Regions from separate parts of the Mus musculus genome. Here regions 1, 3, 4, 5 and 6 are each linked to region 2. The links are chromatin contacts, called in public ChIA-PET, Hi-C and HiChIP or PLAC-seq maps. All regions are on one chromosome and are shown on one strand. The core of a region is the stretch at or near the end of the contact, and the rest is flanking DNA. Distances in the headings are between cores, read along the strand shown.

The links. Hi-C and Micro-C count contacts between places; a contact is called where the count stands out from the background. ChIA-PET counts read pairs in DNA pulled down with a chosen protein or histone mark. HiChIP or PLAC-seq counts read pairs in DNA pulled down with a chosen protein or histone mark.
Region 1: a Hi-C map of cortical neurons shows a contact between it and region 2, with 2.4 times the contacts expected there. The contact joins the promoter of Rasgrf2 here to the promoter of Zcchc9 in region 2. A contact is called at or near these places in 1 of 39 promoter capture datasets (hippocampal neurons) and 2 of 484 Hi-C or Micro-C datasets (cerebral cortex and cortical neurons).
Region 3: a contact with region 2 is called in an HNF4G HiChIP or PLAC-seq map of pancreatic cancer cells. The contact joins the enhancer-like site here to the promoter of Zcchc9 in region 2. A contact is called at or near these places in 1 of 39 promoter capture datasets (the 3T3-L1 cell line), 1 of 484 Hi-C or Micro-C datasets (cerebral cortex) and 4 of 115 datasets of contacts at active chromatin or transcription factors (craniofacial prominence, embryonic stem cells, microglia and 1 more).
Region 4: a contact with region 2 is called in a Hi-C map of Th1 cells, with 2.5 times the contacts expected there. The contact joins the enhancer-like site here to the promoter of Zcchc9 in region 2. A contact is called at or near these places in 3 of 484 Hi-C or Micro-C datasets (CD8 T cells, Th1 cells and uterus), 3 of 115 datasets of contacts at active chromatin or transcription factors (bone marrow-derived macrophages, embryonic forebrain and embryonic stem cells) and 1 of 9 other capture datasets (adipose tissue).
Region 5: an RNA polymerase II ChIA-PET map of memory CD8 T cells shows a contact between it and region 2, with 7 read pairs. The contact joins the enhancer-like site here to the promoter of Zcchc9 in region 2. A contact is called at or near these places in 1 of 39 promoter capture datasets (cranial neural crest) and 4 of 115 datasets of contacts at active chromatin or transcription factors (the SCID.adh cell line, bone marrow-derived macrophages, forebrain and 1 more).
Region 6: a contact with region 2 is called in a Hi-C map of nephron progenitors, with 5 times the contacts expected there. The contact joins the enhancer-like site here to the promoter of Zcchc9 in region 2. A contact is called at or near these places in 5 of 39 promoter capture datasets (embryonic stem cells, liver, neural stem cells and 1 more), 17 of 484 Hi-C or Micro-C datasets (B cells, CD4 T cells, CD8 T cells and 10 more), 6 of 115 datasets of contacts at active chromatin or transcription factors (bone marrow-derived macrophages, forebrain, memory CD8 T cells and 3 more) and 2 of 9 other capture datasets (adipose tissue and liver).

The regions. Positions count from the first base shown.
Region 1 is chr13:92,130,384-92,133,083 of GRCm38.p6, reverse strand. It overlaps Rasgrf2 (RAS protein-specific guanine nucleotide-releasing factor 2), which reads left to right and starts at 1,256. Exons shown (of 28, transcript NM_009027.4): 1 at 1,256-1,877. The coding sequence starts at 1,590.
Region 2 is chr13:91,806,364-91,809,063 of GRCm38.p6, reverse strand. Zcchc9 (zinc finger, CCHC domain containing 9) reads left to right here and starts at 1,368. Exons shown (of 6, transcript NM_145453.2): 1 at 1,368-1,454.
Region 3 is chr13:92,240,283-92,242,982 of GRCm38.p6, reverse strand. The region is part of intron 19 of Msh3 (mutS homolog 3); the gene reads left to right. Among named protein-coding and RNA genes, the nearest start is that of Rasgrf2, 110 kb to the right of the region's middle. Within about 2 kb of position 1,347, at least 80 of the 459 cell types and tissues checked have an H3K27ac peak or open chromatin away from gene starts, as enhancers often do. A contact at or near this core is called in pancreatic cancer cells, where this site is marked.
Region 4 is chr13:91,483,170-91,485,869 of GRCm38.p6, reverse strand. The region is part of intron 1 of Ssbp2 (single-stranded DNA binding protein 2); the gene reads right to left. Among named protein-coding and RNA genes, the nearest start is that of Ssbp2, 23 kb to the right of the region's middle. Within about 2 kb of position 1,424, at least 64 of the 459 cell types and tissues checked have an H3K27ac peak or open chromatin away from gene starts, as enhancers often do. A contact at or near this core is called in CD8 T cells and Th1 cells, where this site is marked.
Region 5 is chr13:92,292,772-92,295,471 of GRCm38.p6, reverse strand. The region is part of intron 12 of Msh3 (mutS homolog 3); the gene reads left to right. Among named protein-coding and RNA genes, the nearest start is that of Dhfr, 61 kb to the left of the region's middle. Within about 2 kb of position 1,426, at least 20 of the 459 cell types and tissues checked have an H3K27ac peak or open chromatin away from gene starts, as enhancers often do. A contact at or near this core is called in memory CD8 T cells, where this site is marked.
Region 6 is chr13:91,369,647-91,372,346 of GRCm38.p6, reverse strand. It overlaps A830009L08Rik (RIKEN cDNA A830009L08 gene), which reads left to right. Exons shown (of 3, transcript NR_045161.1): 3 at 923-2,700. Among named protein-coding and RNA genes, the nearest start is that of A830009L08Rik, 17 kb to the left of the region's middle. Within about 2 kb of position 1,331, at least 412 of the 459 cell types and tissues checked have an H3K27ac peak or open chromatin away from gene starts, as enhancers often do. A contact at or near this core is called in B cells, CD8 T cells, the G1E-ER4 cell line and 18 more, where this site is marked.

The DNA of each region.
Region 1 (2,700 bases), core at 7-2,506, 320 kb before region 2:
GCTCAGCCTGTGTGTGACAGTTTGGCCTCTGAGGACAGTGTCTGCCCTGACAGCACTTTCCCTGATAAGGTTATCCCCTCTCTCCTTATTTAAAATGGCATACTGAACATTTGGCTTTTAAAAAAAATCATAATCACATAACAGGTGTCCAAAAGTAATTGACATTTGCTGGCTTTCAGGGAACACTCGACTTCTCCTATCAACAGCCACAGCTAGTTTTGATCTCTACAGTGCCGGTAGAAGCTGAAAAGCCAACATTGTGGTTTATGCAAAGTCACCTTGTGACTCCATTTGCTGCTACTGATCCTTTTTGTGAGTGTGAGTTCTGGCACATGAGCTGTAAACATGTGTGCCTCTCAGTGCCCATACATCTGTCTGTGTCCTGTCTGTAAGTGCTCATGTCTGATGAGTATGTTTATGAATGCACATTTGCATGTAAATGCATGTTTGTGAACATGTGTGTATGTGACAGAAAAGGCCAGTGTATGTGTGTGTGTGTGTGTGTGTGTGTGTGTGTGTGTGTGTGTTTCTGTCTAGGTGTATGTTTTTCTGGTGATTGTGTGAATGTGTATATGATTATAAATGTGTATGCACTGAGTACAGTAAATATTAGGGTGTTTGAGATAGCACTAAGATATGTAGATATATGTAGTTGCCTGCTTAAGTACAAATTTGTAGGTTTGCGTTTTTCAGAAGTGCATACTGTGGATGTACTTTTGTAATTGTGAATGTATATCTGTGTGCCTAGGAATGTGCTATACATGACTGTACATTGCAGTCTTATGTGTATGACTGTGAGCATTGGATTAAAGAGTATTTGGTAATTTATGTTGTGAGTGCATGTATGCTTGTATGCCTGTGCTTATTGTATTTGGGTGCATGTGTGATTTTGTGCGCGAATATGAGCGTTGTGTGTTTGTGTGCATGCTTCAGTCTCCATGTGTATGTTCAGTGTGCGTTTGCCTGTGTATGCATGAGAGCACATTTGTGAGTGTTTGTGCTGTGAGCGACTGGGCGCTACCAAGCTCGCTCCTGCTCCTCCTGGGCGATCTGCCCCATCCAGGCTTGGCCTGGACAGAAGCAGAGGCCAGGGTCCTGGCAGGCGACTGAAGGATGTGCGCTGGGGTGAGCACGCAGCGCCTCCGCGGCCGCCACCGCGCCGGCTTTACCCTTTAAATCGGTCTCCAAGCCGCTTACTGCTGATCTCCCACGTGACGTTTTACCTTCTGTCTCCCGGAGCGCGTTGCCCGAGGACAGTCCTCTGGCTGCCGCGCGCCTCATAGCATAGCGCAGCCCGCCGCAGAGGCTGGGCTCCCGCAATACTTCGGGTGGAGTGACACTGGTGCGGGCGCCCTCGGAGGGCCACTCGTCACCGGGCTTCCGGGGAACAGGAGGCGTCGGGGGCCGGAGAGGGCGCGGTCGGGGAGGAGACGGTGCTGGTGCTCCAGCCCGGATAGGCGCCCTAGGTCTGGGCGGCGAGCGGGGTGCCCCGTGGCAGGCAGTCTGCGGTGCGTCCTCCCGGAGGGCAATCTGCGATGACCCCGCCAAGAAGCTGAGGCTACGACTCGAACGCCCTCCGCGCCCTCGCCATGCAGAAGAGCGTGCGCTACAACGAGGGGCACGCCCTGTACCTGGCCATGCTGGCGCGCAAGGAGGGCACCAAACGCGGCTTCCTGAGCAAGAAGGCTGCAGAGGCGAGCCGCTGGCACGAGAAGTGGTTCGCTCTCTACCAGAATGTGCTCTTTTACTTCGAAGGCGAGCAGAGCGGCCGGCCAGCGGGCATGTACCTTCTAGAGGGCTGCAGCTGTGAGCGGACGCCTGCACCACCCAGGACCAACGCAGGACCCGCAGGCGCCCGGGACGCTTTGGACAAGCAGGTACCTCGAACCCTCCTTTCCCTGGCTTCCAACCCCAGACGCCTCGCTGTCTTGCTTGTCCGACTCTGGTGCTGGGTGGACAGCTGACAGCGCAGGGACAAGTGCTTGGAGACCCTGTAGCAACGCATGTCCCTGTGAGTGAGCAGAGAGATTCTGACACCACCATCCTTTAACCCCACCACCTAGCGACCAGCTGGGCTAGAGACCAGGCTGGTTTAGCTTAGCTTAGGTTTTGGTTTTTATTATTTATTTATTTATTTATTTATTTATTCCTTCGCAATCCTCTTAGAGGTTAGGTCAGATTTCTCTCAGTTTCTTCCCTAACCACTCCGTGCTGTTCTAGACCTTAATGTGGCAAGTGTCTGTTGACACCTGTTGGATTTAGATTGGTTTGGTGAGACCAAACTACCCTATTTCGGAAAGTTTGGTTTCTTTTTTCACTGGCTCCGGACCGGCAGAGTTCTTTACCTGCCAGTGATGGCTTACCCGTAGTTCTGGGCACCAATCCCACTACCAAGACGGACGCGTTTGTTGGTCCTTGTCAATCATGCGTTGTAGTTTAGGTCTTGAGAATGTTTGCCCACCGAGGTCAGCATAAAGACACTGTCTCCCAAGAATTAGCATTTGTCCCTGAGTTTATGTTTAAAAACATGGGCATTTAAAAAGAACGCTCTGTACTTTAAAGTAAATGAGACCTTTTAGTTGTAGGTCATAATTTGAATGGGTTTGTTGTGTGCTCAAGGCGTGGAGAAGGCAATGGCTTAACCTCTGAATCCCATTCCTGCAAAATAGGAACCATATTGATTTCAAATGCCATTTGTTT
Region 2 (2,700 bases), core at 119-2,618:
CATTTAAGGAAAACTGGGCCCATTTTAACTCTTTATCCAGCTAACGGATGTAGTAAGGAATGGGGATCAATTATGTGAGAGGCAATCAGGATACAGTAAAACTTATTATACAATCCTCTGTGAAAAGAATCAAAAAGCATGGCCTGGGAGAGGATGTTTCAGAGGCTTAGATAAGAATAAAATCTTGGAAGACTTGAAACAGAACATAATTAAAGAAACCAGAGTATTATGTAAGCAGAACAGCGTATGTAAATCCTGGTGCTAAACAAAAAGAAGATGGGAGAAGGCCCCTTCGTACAGAGCTTAAATAGGACAGAGATTGTAACAAATGCTCTTCCAGAGTTTGAATATCATCTCAACATTGAGAAAAGATGGAAGGGGTTTAGTCTGGAAGACACCAATTGGATCTGGCGCTCTGACTTATATTTTCAAAAGTTCACTTGTGTAAAACATCTGGGCAAAAACGTCTGCCCAGATGAGCTGCAAAAATTCGGGCCAACACAGTGAAAGCTGAGACAAGGAACGAACGGGACAGTCAGTAGAGACAAAAGGCGAGAAGAGGCAGTGGATCAAATATTTAAGAGGCAAAATAAACAGAGCCTGATGGAGGACTAAATGTGTACGTCCATGCCGTTTCTCACTGAACAAACCTGGGGGAGGCTTCCCGAGCGAGGGAGGGCGGGGGAGCACTAATAGGACGGAGGACTAGAATTTTATTGAAAAATGAACTCCGGCCACCAACTGTGAATTAACGCCAGGCAGGGCAATCATGAAGTACCACTCAGAAGCAATAGGTGCTCCGAAGGTCTCTTCAGACTTGCATCTCAGCGACTCTCTTGGTGCGCTGACACTGCGGAGCCTCGGCTCTCTCTCTCTCTCTTTCTCTCTCTCTCTCTCTCTTTCTCTCTCTCTCTCTCTCTCTCTCTCTCTCTCTCTCTCTCTCTCTCTCTCTCTCTCTCTCTCTCCCTCTCTCTCTCTCCCTCTCTCTCTCCCCCCCCTCTCTCTGTCTGTCTCTGTCTGTCTCTGTCTCTGTCTATCTCTCTCTCTCTCTCTCTCTCTCTCTCTCTCTCTCTCTCACTATTTCGCTACTATTTCAAATTCATTGAAATATATTGTCCAATTCAAAGGACCGTGTAAGGAAGACCTTCCTCCCAAGAGTCCTTCCGTCATCTAGACTGCACATTCTGGGACCGCACAGACTGGGCGCTCATTATCTTTGTGTCCGGGGACTCCAGTGCAGCGCCCTTACAAACAAACACTACACGACCCACAAACTGGCACAAGCCAGCCACCTTCCCCAGTTTAAGACCCACAAACACCTCACGCTTCCCTTGCTTGGCCTGCCGGAAGTGACGCGTGGAGACGGTGCACTTCCGGTCTCTATGGCCGCGATCTCATCCGGGGCCGGGCTTCTCTGGTTCGTTGTCTCAGCTGCTCTGGAGGATTCAGACCCGGTAAGGAGCTACGCGGGTACCACCGGTTAAGGCGTGGGCGCCTCTGTGCTACCTTGGCCGACTGGGGCCGGACTCCTGCGGGAGATCGCGAGGGCAGAGCCCGGGAGCTAGCTTGTCGGATCGCCGGCTCCGTTGCTGGGAGCGGGCCCCGCAGGCCTGCTAGGGTGCCCGCGGGTCGCAGTGCTGGGGCGGGCATGGAGAAGCGATGCCGCGCGTGCGGGGGCACCAGGGCTGTCCGGCTGTCCCGTGTCACCCTCCAGACACCCAGAGTCTCACATTCCGGGTGTGCGGGAGGAGGATCCGCCCTCTTGGTGACGGGGGACCGGTGCACTGTAAAGTGGCATACAGCGTCACTCACCGGCCCTGAAAGCATGTTGCAGACTCCTGGTGCCAAGGCTTTAAGTTGCCTGGCACACTGGATGCTGCCCTGAAAGTGGCAACTCGGTAGTTGAAATAATCCTTTGATTGTGTCTGGTGTATTCATTCATTAAAGAAGAAAAAGAAACTGTTCTCAGAATTGCTAGGTAGTATGCAAAGTAAAATACTCAATTTTATGTTGGAGCCAAATAATTCGTCTTAAAATACACTCCTTTTAAAACTGCTTACATCTGCATTCTAAATGAAAATCTCTAATTATGCATTTATTAAAGGTAAACAAACAAGATTTCTTAATGTGAAGTTTATTTTACAATTTGGATCACTAAAATGGGTTCATTGAAAATGACTTAAAGCCGGGCGTGGTGACGCATGCCTTTAATCCCAGCACTCTGGGAGGCAGAGGCAGACGGATTTCTGAGTTCGAGGCCAGCCTGGTCTACAAAGTGAGTTCCAGGACAGCCAGGGCTACGCAGAGAAACCCAGTCTCGAAAAACCGAAAAAAAAAAAAAAAAAGAAAATGACTTAAAACCATTAGACTGCAAATGGCAGTCACCCTCATTAAATAAGAGAAGACTGCCATGTGACTACAGACACTTTATAGACTGCCTTTATACATCTACAGGGGAAAGACAGACGAAAGGACAAGACTTGTGTATGTTTACTAATGTGCTTTGCAAGTAGTTGCATTGAAATGGCAAACTAAGCAAGCAGATTGGGAGAAGGCAGACTGGTTTAAAGGTAGGAAAAGAAATGGCCAGGACGACGGCAGGGTTTAAGAGGACCATTTACAGTATTTACATATGATTTCTAACTTAAAAATCATTTGCTGGCAAAATATTTTCTAGTTTTAACTAAGCATATGTTGTTT
Region 3 (2,700 bases), core at 98-2,597, 430 kb before region 2:
CTCATCAAGTGTGGCTTCTTTCTATCCTGTTAAGTTCTTTGCTCATGCTAACAGTGGCTACTGACTATTCTCTTAGGGATGCTCACTCAGCCTTCTGCTCTTCTGGACAGATTTAAGGTATATAATGAATGTATCTGGAAGCCTATGATGTGTGTTATCTCAGATAACAATCCTAACCAGAAGGTAGATGAGCACGTTAGATGGGTGTGTGCAGTTCTTAGTACTTATCTTCCTTACTCTGACATCTTGGGATGGGGAAAGGACTTATATCTTCCCTATTTTTATAAGTAGTACAGACATTGCTTTTAAAATGTAAATGTGATAAATATTTGTAATATCTACCTTTGTACCACAAATGTGTTACCCTTGGTACCACATTTGACTATGAAACATCTACCATGGGAACTTTCTAGCAGTGAGATGGTAATAACAAGTGGTCAAGGAAAAGTCATTTCAGAGAGGAAATGAAAATGTGACCCTGGTTAAGGGACGTCTGTCCTGCCCAGACCTGTGGAAAGGCTTTGAGGCAGGAGTAATCTTATAGCCAACCTCCTGGCTGGTCACTGAAGAGCAAAAATAAGTCTTCTGGCACCAGAGGAACCTTGTAGACAGGTGGACTAAGTAAGAAAGCAGGCAAAGAGACCAAGAACGCCTGCTGCATCTGTGCTGTGTCTAGGGCAGGTTCTGAAAAGAGGCAGTCATCTGTGCAAGGAGCAGTGGGCCAAAGCAGGTGCCATGGTTAGCTCGGGCTTCTGAGAAGATGCACTGCGCCATCGGAATCTTTGTGTCCCCTCCAGAGTCACTCTTAGAAATCCTGAGCACCGAGTTGACGGTGGTAAGGACTGTTTCCAGTCACTGGAGTTGGTTAGATTGTAAGAGAGGATCCTCCTGCATAGGATTAGTACCCTTAAGAAAGGGCCCGAGAGGGTTCATGTGCCCCTTTAGCCTTGTGAGCACCCAGCCAGAAGTTGGCTATGTGCACAGACACAGATCCTGGGCTTCTCTGCATCCAGAATGGGGAAATAAATGTTTGTTATGTATAAGCTAAGAGAGTGCAGGGTGGCATTGAGAAAGGAAGATAAAAGGAGGGGGAGGGGAAGGAAAAGAAAGGCAGGTCAGCCTTGACTGTGACACTTGGACACATTTTCAGTGCTCTGAGAGTCTGTGGAAGTGACAGCTTTTTGTGAAAAACAAGTTCTGTCTTAGTTATTAAGACTGTCACTTTGTCTGTCATACAGAGAGTGGACTGTGGTAAAGGAACACCGGAAAGGCTTGCCGAGAGCCTTGACAGCTGCCTACAGAGCAGCAACAGAGGTGGACACAGGAAGTAGTTATGTGTCAGTGCCTGGTGACTCATCACTGCTGTGTCTCCTGCTGGTGTTTATACTGCCTCTTATTGGAGGTCCTTTAGGGTTGATTAGAAAAATGCCATTTGGGTCTGGAGAGATGACTCAGCTATTAAGAACACTTCCTGCTCTTTCGGAAGACCTAGATTCGTTTCCCAGAACCCACCTGATGGCTCACAGCCATCCAATTGAAGGGAATCTAATACTCTGTTCTGACCTCCACAGGCACAAGGCATATATATATATATATATATATATATATATATATATATATATATATATACATACATGTGTGGTAAGCATATATGCACGTAAGCAAAACACTCATATACATAAAATAAATAAATCTTTAAAAATATCTCTATTTTAAAAAAAAGAATATGCCATTGGTCACTTGAAAGCAGTTGAGTTTAGTGAGCTGAAAAGCTAATTTTTTGTCTGAGCTCGCTCCTCAAATATAGGGGTGTTCTGGAACATTCTATTCCATAGTAACTGCCTCTCTACCCACACAGCTGATGCCAATGGCTTGCCCAGCCTCGCTCTTCTGGGTGTGTGCAGGTGAATCTTTGGGTAGAGTATAGAACCTCTGCTCTGGTATAGTTGTCTATGTCCTATAACTGAATTTAGGTTGAGAGCATTTAGTTTACCTGTCTTTAATTTATGGATAAAAAACTGAGGCCTACAAAACATATCAGCCTGTGCAAACTCTCTTGCAGAAACCACTTTTGCTGGCACAGCAGCCCATGTTTGATTCATAGTTATTCTTTTAAAGAATAGCTTGAGGTGTTGTTACCTTCTTCTTGGCCTGTAATTGTAAGTGATTTACAGGACTTTATTTATTTATTTATTTATACCATTCCTGTTCATCCCAATGATAGAAAACCTTTTGGTTTTTTTGATACCTTATGTAAATAATAGAGGGCTGAATCAAAGATATCAAGGGAAAGTACTCCCACAGAATGATGATTTCCCCTACTGTATGCCAGGTTCCTGTAGATAAGGCTTTGCATCCTATTAGACAGTGGTATCCTCATTTATGTAGTTCCCATTTTATGGATGAGTTTCTTTTTGGAGGACCTAACATGGTAGAATGGAAATGTTCTACACATTTTGGCCTCTTATTTACCTTTTAATTTTTTTTTTGTCCTATTTATTTATTTATTTATTTAGGTTTTTTCGAGTCAGGGTTTCTCTGTGTAACCCTGTCATGCCACCACCGCAGGCTTTATTTATCTTTCTAAAACATAGCTGTGACTGTCTCATACTTCATAGCTTGTATTTTAAATTTAATGACACAGGTAAATCCTACATTTTCAAAAAAAGCATTGGACAATTTTTAGCCATGCTATTGTAT
Region 4 (2,700 bases), core at 175-2,674, 320 kb after region 2:
AACAAGCAGGAAGTAAGAGCCCTGTTTTCAAGAACTTGAGCAAATGAAGCCAACAAATAAATAAGCATTACTATACTATTGTGTTAAATGCTATGACTGATAACGTGGGACACAGAAAGAGCTGGAGTACACTTCAGAGGATGCTCAGTTCTTCCTGGGCTAGGACATGAAGCAGAGGTCTGAGCATGGTGAGCTGTTTGAATAGGGGACTCTTCTAGACAGAAACCCAGCAAGGAAGGCAGTAACAGATACAACGAGGATGTGAAGAGACCCAAATTCACTGGTCATCAGAGATGAGAGCTGAAGTAATGATAGACAACTTGCAAATACCAGACTGAAAAAAGAGAGGTCAATACCAAACAGGCAGCCCACTTAACCATCACAGGCACCTGACACCAAGCCTCACAAAAGAGGAGTCCAAATCCTTGGACCCACATGGTGAAGGAAGAGAGCTGCCTCCCATGAGTGGTCCTCTAACCTTCACACACATGCTGTTACATGTGAAATCACACACACACATACGTGCACGCACACAAAAATAAATAAATGAATCAATCAATCAAACAAACAAACAATGTGATGAAAATATTTTCTTAAATGCCAAGAATCAATGAAAAGAAGAAGAGAGATGCTGTCTGTTATAAAACAGAGTAATACAGGTTGAGTATTCCTAGCCCAAAAATGAAATGTGCAGACGAGAGATGACTCCGCAGGTAAAGGTGTGATTTCTATCAACCATATGGCCAACAACCCCCTGTATATAACTCCAGTCGCAGCTGATCCAACACCCTCTTCTGACCTCCTCTGATACTACAGACATGTGGTATACAGACATACAGACAGACAAACCACCCATCATAAAAATAAAATAAAATAAAATAAAATAAAATAAAATAAAATAAAATAAAATGAGAGAACAATTCATCTGAAGTGCCCCAAACTGTGGGATATACTAACATATTTCCATTAACAGAAAATACCACATGTGTTTCATATGATGACTTAATGTCAAAATGCTGCTACACTAAAACTACTGCTTAAATCACCTTTTAGGTTATATGCTTAATATGAAAAATAATTAAACTTCATACTTACAAATGAGTCTCATCCCCAAATTATCTCAAATGTATATACAAATTGATAGACGTTTCAGGCAACTAAGATGGCCACTCCAAAGAACCAGATGAGAAGTCAACAAGTACAAATTATGAACTATGTACACACTGGGCATTAAAAATTCTCAGATCTGCTTCAAAATTTTCAAGTTTGTAGATGTAGGTCTGTGAAGGAGAGGCTGCCAAGGACAGGAGCAGTTAGTAAGATATAGAAGAAAACTGGCTGAGCTGCAAACAAGGAGCTTACAGAACCAATCATGAAAGTCCTTCAGAGTAGTCTCTACGTGTGTAAAGGCTTTCACTTTCCTTATCAGCTATTTTAAGGTGTTGTGAGGAAAAAAAAAACCACAAGATCTTTAGCAAGACACCATTTATATAAACATGTACACCACCATAACTTTTTTATTTTTTGTTTTGTTTTTGTTTCATTTTGTTTGATTTTGAGATGAGGTCTCAATATGCAGCCCTGGCTGCCCTGGAACTTTCTATACAGAGCAGGCTGGCCTCAAACATAACAGAGACCCACCTGCCTCTCTGCCTCCCAAAAGCTAGGACTAAAGACACATGTGTGCCACACCATACATTTTTTAAATACACAGGCATCTCTCATCAAACACCTCTATGAATGTCAATCAATAGAAGCAGCAAATGAGAATGGAAACAAGGTGAGAACATTTTAAACAAGTTAAATAAGGCAAGACCTTATACTACTAAAGCTAACAGCATGCTAGGAGCTCAATAGAAACCCTGAGCAAATGCTCATGGTCACAACTAGATCTTACTTAGAAGAAGGGCTTGTCCTACGCCACATCTTCCACCCACTAAATTACAAGACCCAGGCTGGCCAAAAAGCACTCCAGAAGTCAAACTGCAGAGAGTGGAATAGTCCAAACTCAGAAATGCTCTCAATCCAGCATGTGGGCTACCAATCCAGCATGTGGACTACCAGTCCAGCATGTGGACTACCAGTCCACACATGGATGAAAGAGGAATCAAGCCCAGAACTAGACCTGCCCCTTTGACCGTAGCAATAATCCACTGTTGTAATTTAAAGCTGAACACCCCTGCTGGAATTCAAGCTTCGTAAAATAGTATTTAGTCCCACAGTGCCACTACTCTTGGCAACCACAGAAGCAGTTAAATGCTACATAGCTTAAATACTGCCCATCACCTTCATGAGCTTCCAAAGAATGCCCTACTGTTCTTCAATATAGAAGCTCTCTTGTGCTCATGCTAGGCGTCTTTGCTTCTTTCAGATGAACACAATATTTTTAAATACCATTAGTTTCTCCAAAAAGAATTATCCTCTACCTGTCTTTTTCTATTTTTATTTGCACCCTACATTTCCTACCAGGTCAGTATTCAGAACCTTCCATGGCATGAATGAATGAACCAAGTCCCACAGCGACTGCAAGCAGTTTCCCTGATGACTTCAGCACACAGACTTTTCCTTCTTTAATTTCTTTTTCACTTACTCTGTGCACCATTCAATTAGCACCTTATTATACTAACACCTCGTTTAACCAGCATCATTGGGAAAGCAAAGTGTTCATCAGAAGTGAATTTTCCAGACAACATAAGCATT
Region 5 (2,700 bases), core at 177-2,676, 490 kb before region 2:
AGAAATGGAAATGAGGACATGGGTTACACAGTGTTTCCCATGTGCTCCTGTGTCAGTAACAGATGTGTTGTGGAACGTGTGCTGCATCCTCCCCAGGCGTTTGTGTGCTGGCTAGTTTTATGTCAGCTTGACATGAGGCAGAGTTATTTAGGTTGAGTAACTCAATTAAGAAAATAGCCTCACAAGATTGGCCTGTGGACAAGTCTGTGAGGCAGGTGATTCATGTAGGAGAGCCTAGTTCACTGTGAGTGCTGTGTCCCCTAGGGTGAGCTGTAAAAATGTAGGCCGAGCAAGCTGGGGAGCGAGCCAGTAAGCAGCACTCTTCCATGGCTTTTCCATGAGTTCTTGCCTCTGGTTCCTAACATAAGAACCTGGTCTGAACCCCTTCACGAAGGACAAGTCCTTCCCAAGTTGCTTTTGGTCACTCTGTTTATCACTGCAGTAGAAACTCTAAGACAGATAATTAACTGGACTTATAATACCAGGCATGGGTCTTATGGACTTGATCCAATCGACTGAGAGCAGCAGCTGGTTACCTCACAACAGTCTTGCCGCTATTGCACAGGTAGACACGTATTGTATGGCACTTTGGTTTTGTGGTTCGTCGGCTTCACAGCTCGATATGACAATCCATGCCCTCTACCCTTACCCTCAGCAACTTGCATGGTGCCTTCCAGTACTTGGGATGCTTCTTACAGGGCGTTAGTTTCCACCTCAGATCCAGCTTGGTTTTCTCTGTCTTGTAACCAACATATGCAGTGCCCTCGGCAATAGGTTGTCTGTTGTTTGTTTGTTTGTTTGTTTTCTCATTCTGGTCTATAATTAAGAGTACTGACAAGTGGCCATGTTTTGGGGCGGGGGCTGGCCTCCTTCCTCTAACTAGCTCCAATTGAAATACACCACAACTAGGACTGGGAACTTTAATTTTTAACCCACTGCTTCTCGCAGCATGTTAACTTCCTTTAGTCTGTCTTTTGAGTTTTTCTATTTGGATTACAAGATTTTTTTCTCCCTATATTACCTTTTAGTACTCCTTCATTTGGGTTAACCCTTCTCCATGCTCCTCTTGTTTCTGCAGCTCTACAATACCTGCGGAAACTTCCCGGCTCTTCAACTTTCTCCTTCCTACTTTATTTTAATTTATATTTTTCCACTCTCCCTTTCTTAAAGTGCCACAGTCCCCAGTTTCCTGGTTTCCACAGGTATTCAGTTCTCCACATTAAACAGACAGAGGTAAAGCCAACATCTGCTGTGAGAAAGAGCGTGTTGTCTTTGTCCTGAGACTGGGCTGCCTTTTTCAGTACTTTTTTTTCCCCCATTTCACCCATTTCCCTACACATTTCCTTTTTGGGTAAATCACACTCTTGTGTGCGTGAACTGCATTTCCTGTCTGATCACGGCTGCTTGTGTTTCCTTACTGTTGTGAGTAGCAGCGGTGCATACGGCTGTACTGCTGTCTGTGGTATGATAGACTGTACTACAGCTGGGCCATCCATATGGGAGTTTTAGTTCTAATTTTTAAAGAAACCTCTAGATTCATTTCTAAAATGGCTGTACTGGTTTATACTCCATGCTAGTGGTTTTTGGTCATTTGTGTTCTTTATGAAAGAAAAAATGAAAACTTTCCATGTATTATTTATTTTGCAAAAACAAAACAAAATTACAAAAAATTAAAAATGGTGCTGCTGCTATGCTTTGCCACCATCAGTAATCAGGTGAAAGCACGATTCACACCCAAGCCCATCTGTGTAGAGGGAACTCTGTCAAATTCCTTGCTTGGACACATACAGCAATAGTTGTAATCGGCCCATTTGCAGGCTCTGAGGACGGCCCTCCCACGTGGGATCTATCTAGGTCATTCTGGATTTTCTGCTTCCTGCATTTTCTTTGTGTAGGGATATCAGGAGAACCTTACTGAGGAATAGATGATGATCGTGTGTCATTCCATATCAAGTCGGCAGCAGCAGCAGCACTACCCAGTGAATGCTGCCTGTACAGGTGGGCAGCATTCTCTCTCTCTCTCTCTGTCTCTCTCTCTCTCTGTGTCTCTCTCTGTCTCTCTGTTTCTCTCTCTGTCTCCCTCTCTGTCTGACTCACTCACTCTCTCTCTGACTCACTCTCTCTCTCTCTCTCTCTCTCTGGTTTTTTCCAGACAGGGTTTCTCTGTGTAGCCCTGACTGGCCTCGAACTCAGAAATCTGCCTGCCTCTGCTTCCCAAGTGCTGGGATCAAAGGCGTGCGCCACCACTGCTCAGTCAAAATGCTCCTTTATTTAATGAGCTGTTCTGGGGAAGTCCTGAGAATTTAGGAAGCTCAATGTCATGTTCTTGTTGTGTACATACGTGTTAAGCCATCATTGATCACTAAAGGTAGTATGTTGGTTATTGAAGCCAGCTACTAACAGGACCTCCCAAATTCGGTGGTTCTAACAGTGAAAGTAATGTATTTATATGTTCATTACATTAAAAACCCAAGGTCTTTCCATAGTTTAAAAACCAATGTGGTCTTTCTGGTTTAGAGTGGGATAGAAGTGTGATGTCACAGATGTTCTGGGATGCCGTATGAGTCCCTAGGTCACCCTGGACAGTGCCAGAGGGAGGGGAAGAAGGAAGCACGTGTGTCCGTCCACAGAGCCCTGTCTGCTTGTTTGTAGGGGAGGGAGAGGGATAAGTGTGTCCTGAGTGCCCAGCAGTCCACTGAG
Region 6 (2,700 bases), core at 82-2,581, 440 kb after region 2:
CCTAAAATATCCCTGGGGCTGATGCAATAGCAGTTTGTGGCGGAGCTGCATTGCCATGTGGTGATGGAATAACCTGGTGATGTAGAGGGAGCCTTTTAAGTCTTCGTGGGATCTGACCCAACGAGCCCTACTGAGAACAAGCCAGGTGGCACAGTGGTTAGTTCTCCGGTGTGGGAAGAATGGCGTTCCCCTTCACCCATCTACATCACTGCTCAGCCAGGGCATGGCAACTCTCAGGAGGGCAGTCCTGAGCAGTCCTGAGCAGTCCTTTCACAACCCTTCAGCTCTCTGAATGTCAAGAGATGCAAGGTTACCTAGTCCACCTTCACCCTGAAGAGAGCCCCCTGCTCTAGAATACCTTCTGGGTGACGACCAACTTGTGTTAGGGAAAGGAAGAGGAGCCCCTGGTCTGAAAGAAGAACTGAAAGATATTAGGACACAGTAGCACCCTAAGCTAGGCTATGGTCATCTCCAAATAAAAATGGTTGCTCAAGTTCTATGCCAGCTCTGGTTGTGCACAACAATTTGAATTTTCCATTGTGACTTCATCTTGCCAAAGAGTAAAACTCTTTTCTCCCTCTCCCAGGCCATTCTGTCTCTTAGAGGGTCAAGTGGGTCTGGCCCGAAGGGAAAAAAAATCCCCTTTACTAAAATGTAAAGTGCCAATCACCCCTACCTTCATCCCCACCCCTGATGCCCAAAGTGCTCAAAACTAAAATCTGCTGCATCTTTTCAGCAAGTAATCAACACAAGTTGAAAGACACATGCTGTTGCATTTCTGATCAGATTGTATGTGAGGCAGGAAAATATACTGCCCCCGTGCCCCTCCCCGCCTCATTTTAAAACATTTTTTTGGGGGGTGGCTAAATGCATGTCTGTTTAAAGAAGCCACCAGGCAGTGCCTCTCACTTTGTCTTGGCAGGGCACAACCATCAGACGAAGTGGGAGGAAGAAACATTAACTTCAACAGCTGTTTCTTGACCCCGGCTGTCAGTCTTCCCAAGAATAAATTTTGGAGAGTCCTATTTGAAACAAAGAGGGAGTTTTGGGGGAGAGAAAAGTTGGTTGGTTCCAGGGCAGCCGCCCAAAGAAGCAGGGAACAAGATGTTTGCAGTTACCACGCAGCCTGCAAGCCTCTGCCGGGTGCAGGCAAGGAGCAAAGTAACTTGAAAGCTCCCCTCTCGGCGCCCTGTGCCTGCAGCTTCCCCCCCTAACGCGCGCCCAGATCCAGCGCCGGTGGTAAGAGCCGAAGCTCGACTACAGTAATTCCCCAGCTCGGGCGGCTTGAAACTGCTCGGGCTGAATAGCATTTGCTGTTCCGTCCTGTGGCAGCCTCCCGCCGCCGCTGCCGCGCTCCCTGCAAAGCAGCTCTCATTATCCCGGAAGTTGTGCTGACACAGTCTCGCTGCCACCAGAAGTTTGTCAACATCAAACTTCTCCTGTGTGGGGTACGTTCACCTTCCACGAGTATTTAATCGAGCCAACAAGCAAACAAACAAACCCAAATAAACCTGCCCGTGATGTCATGGTCTTTTTTTTTCCCCCCTCTCTCTTTCCTGGAAAGGCTGGGGGCTTTTGGGAATTTGCTGGTGGGCTCTGAGAGCGACTGTGGGTTTCTAGAGGCTGGGTTGGGGCGGGGGGCAGGGACCTGCTCGAGTGGGCAGTGAGAAAGGGGCTGCGGGGCACTTGGGGCTGGAGGCTGGAGGGCTTGCAGAGAGAACTGGGGCCGAGCGGCAGATTGGTCCTGCAGCCTGTTGGCTTCCGCTTGTTTTTGAGGTTGCACCAGTTGGGCGAAGGTGGCTTTGCATCCTAGCCCCGCCACAAAGGTTATTTGAAAGCAGTGGCTAGGCAAAGTAGAAGAGTGCCTCCCCACCGCCTATGCCCACTGTGCATTTAAAACTCTTACAGGACGTTTAAACCTTTTTCGGAATAAAGGGCGTTGAGGTCATAAAATGAATTTTGAGACTTCACACTGCCACACAAGGGGAATCCTGGGATATAACCATTTCTGTCCTTAGTGGGTCTGTTCAGATACCAAGATGAACTCTCTAAACTTCAGACTCCGTGCCCTTTCAGCTCTCCTCTATAGTTTAAGTTGCCAGGCACCTGGTTTGGGTGTTTGTGGTTTACAGTTGCTCCCCACTTAGATGCTTGGTGCTACCCCCAAAGCTAGGGTGAGGAGTGGACAAGGCAGCTGGGATGAACCCTTTCCCTTTCATACATACGTTTAGACATTCCATCCTGCTCAGTTTGGGTGGGCCTGAAAGAACTGAGAGGGAATGGGCCTTCTTGAAGCTTGGGCACCACAGTTTTTCCAGCAAGGGGCTGATGAAAGGAGTTGCTGATCCTGACTTTGGATTTAATTTCTGGGGGCTAGAGCTACTGCATTCAAATCCAGGACCTTAGATAATGGGGGTGATACCCCCCCATTTCCAAGGTTATACACGGGTAACCACAAGGGTCCAGTGTCTCAACAGTGGGCAGACCAAAGCCTGGCTCCTTGAATTGGAGTCGTATCCACAGAAGAGACAGCAGTATTCTTCCCTATCCTCAAAAATAAATTTGAGTGGAAATAAACATCTCCGAAGAGAAATTATCCAACTCTACCCTTGCTGGAACGGGGAGGAAGTTGAATCCACTTAGAGAGCCAGGAGCTAAGTTTTTCTTCTTGCTGGTCTGCTGACTATGTGTTTAGAAAAA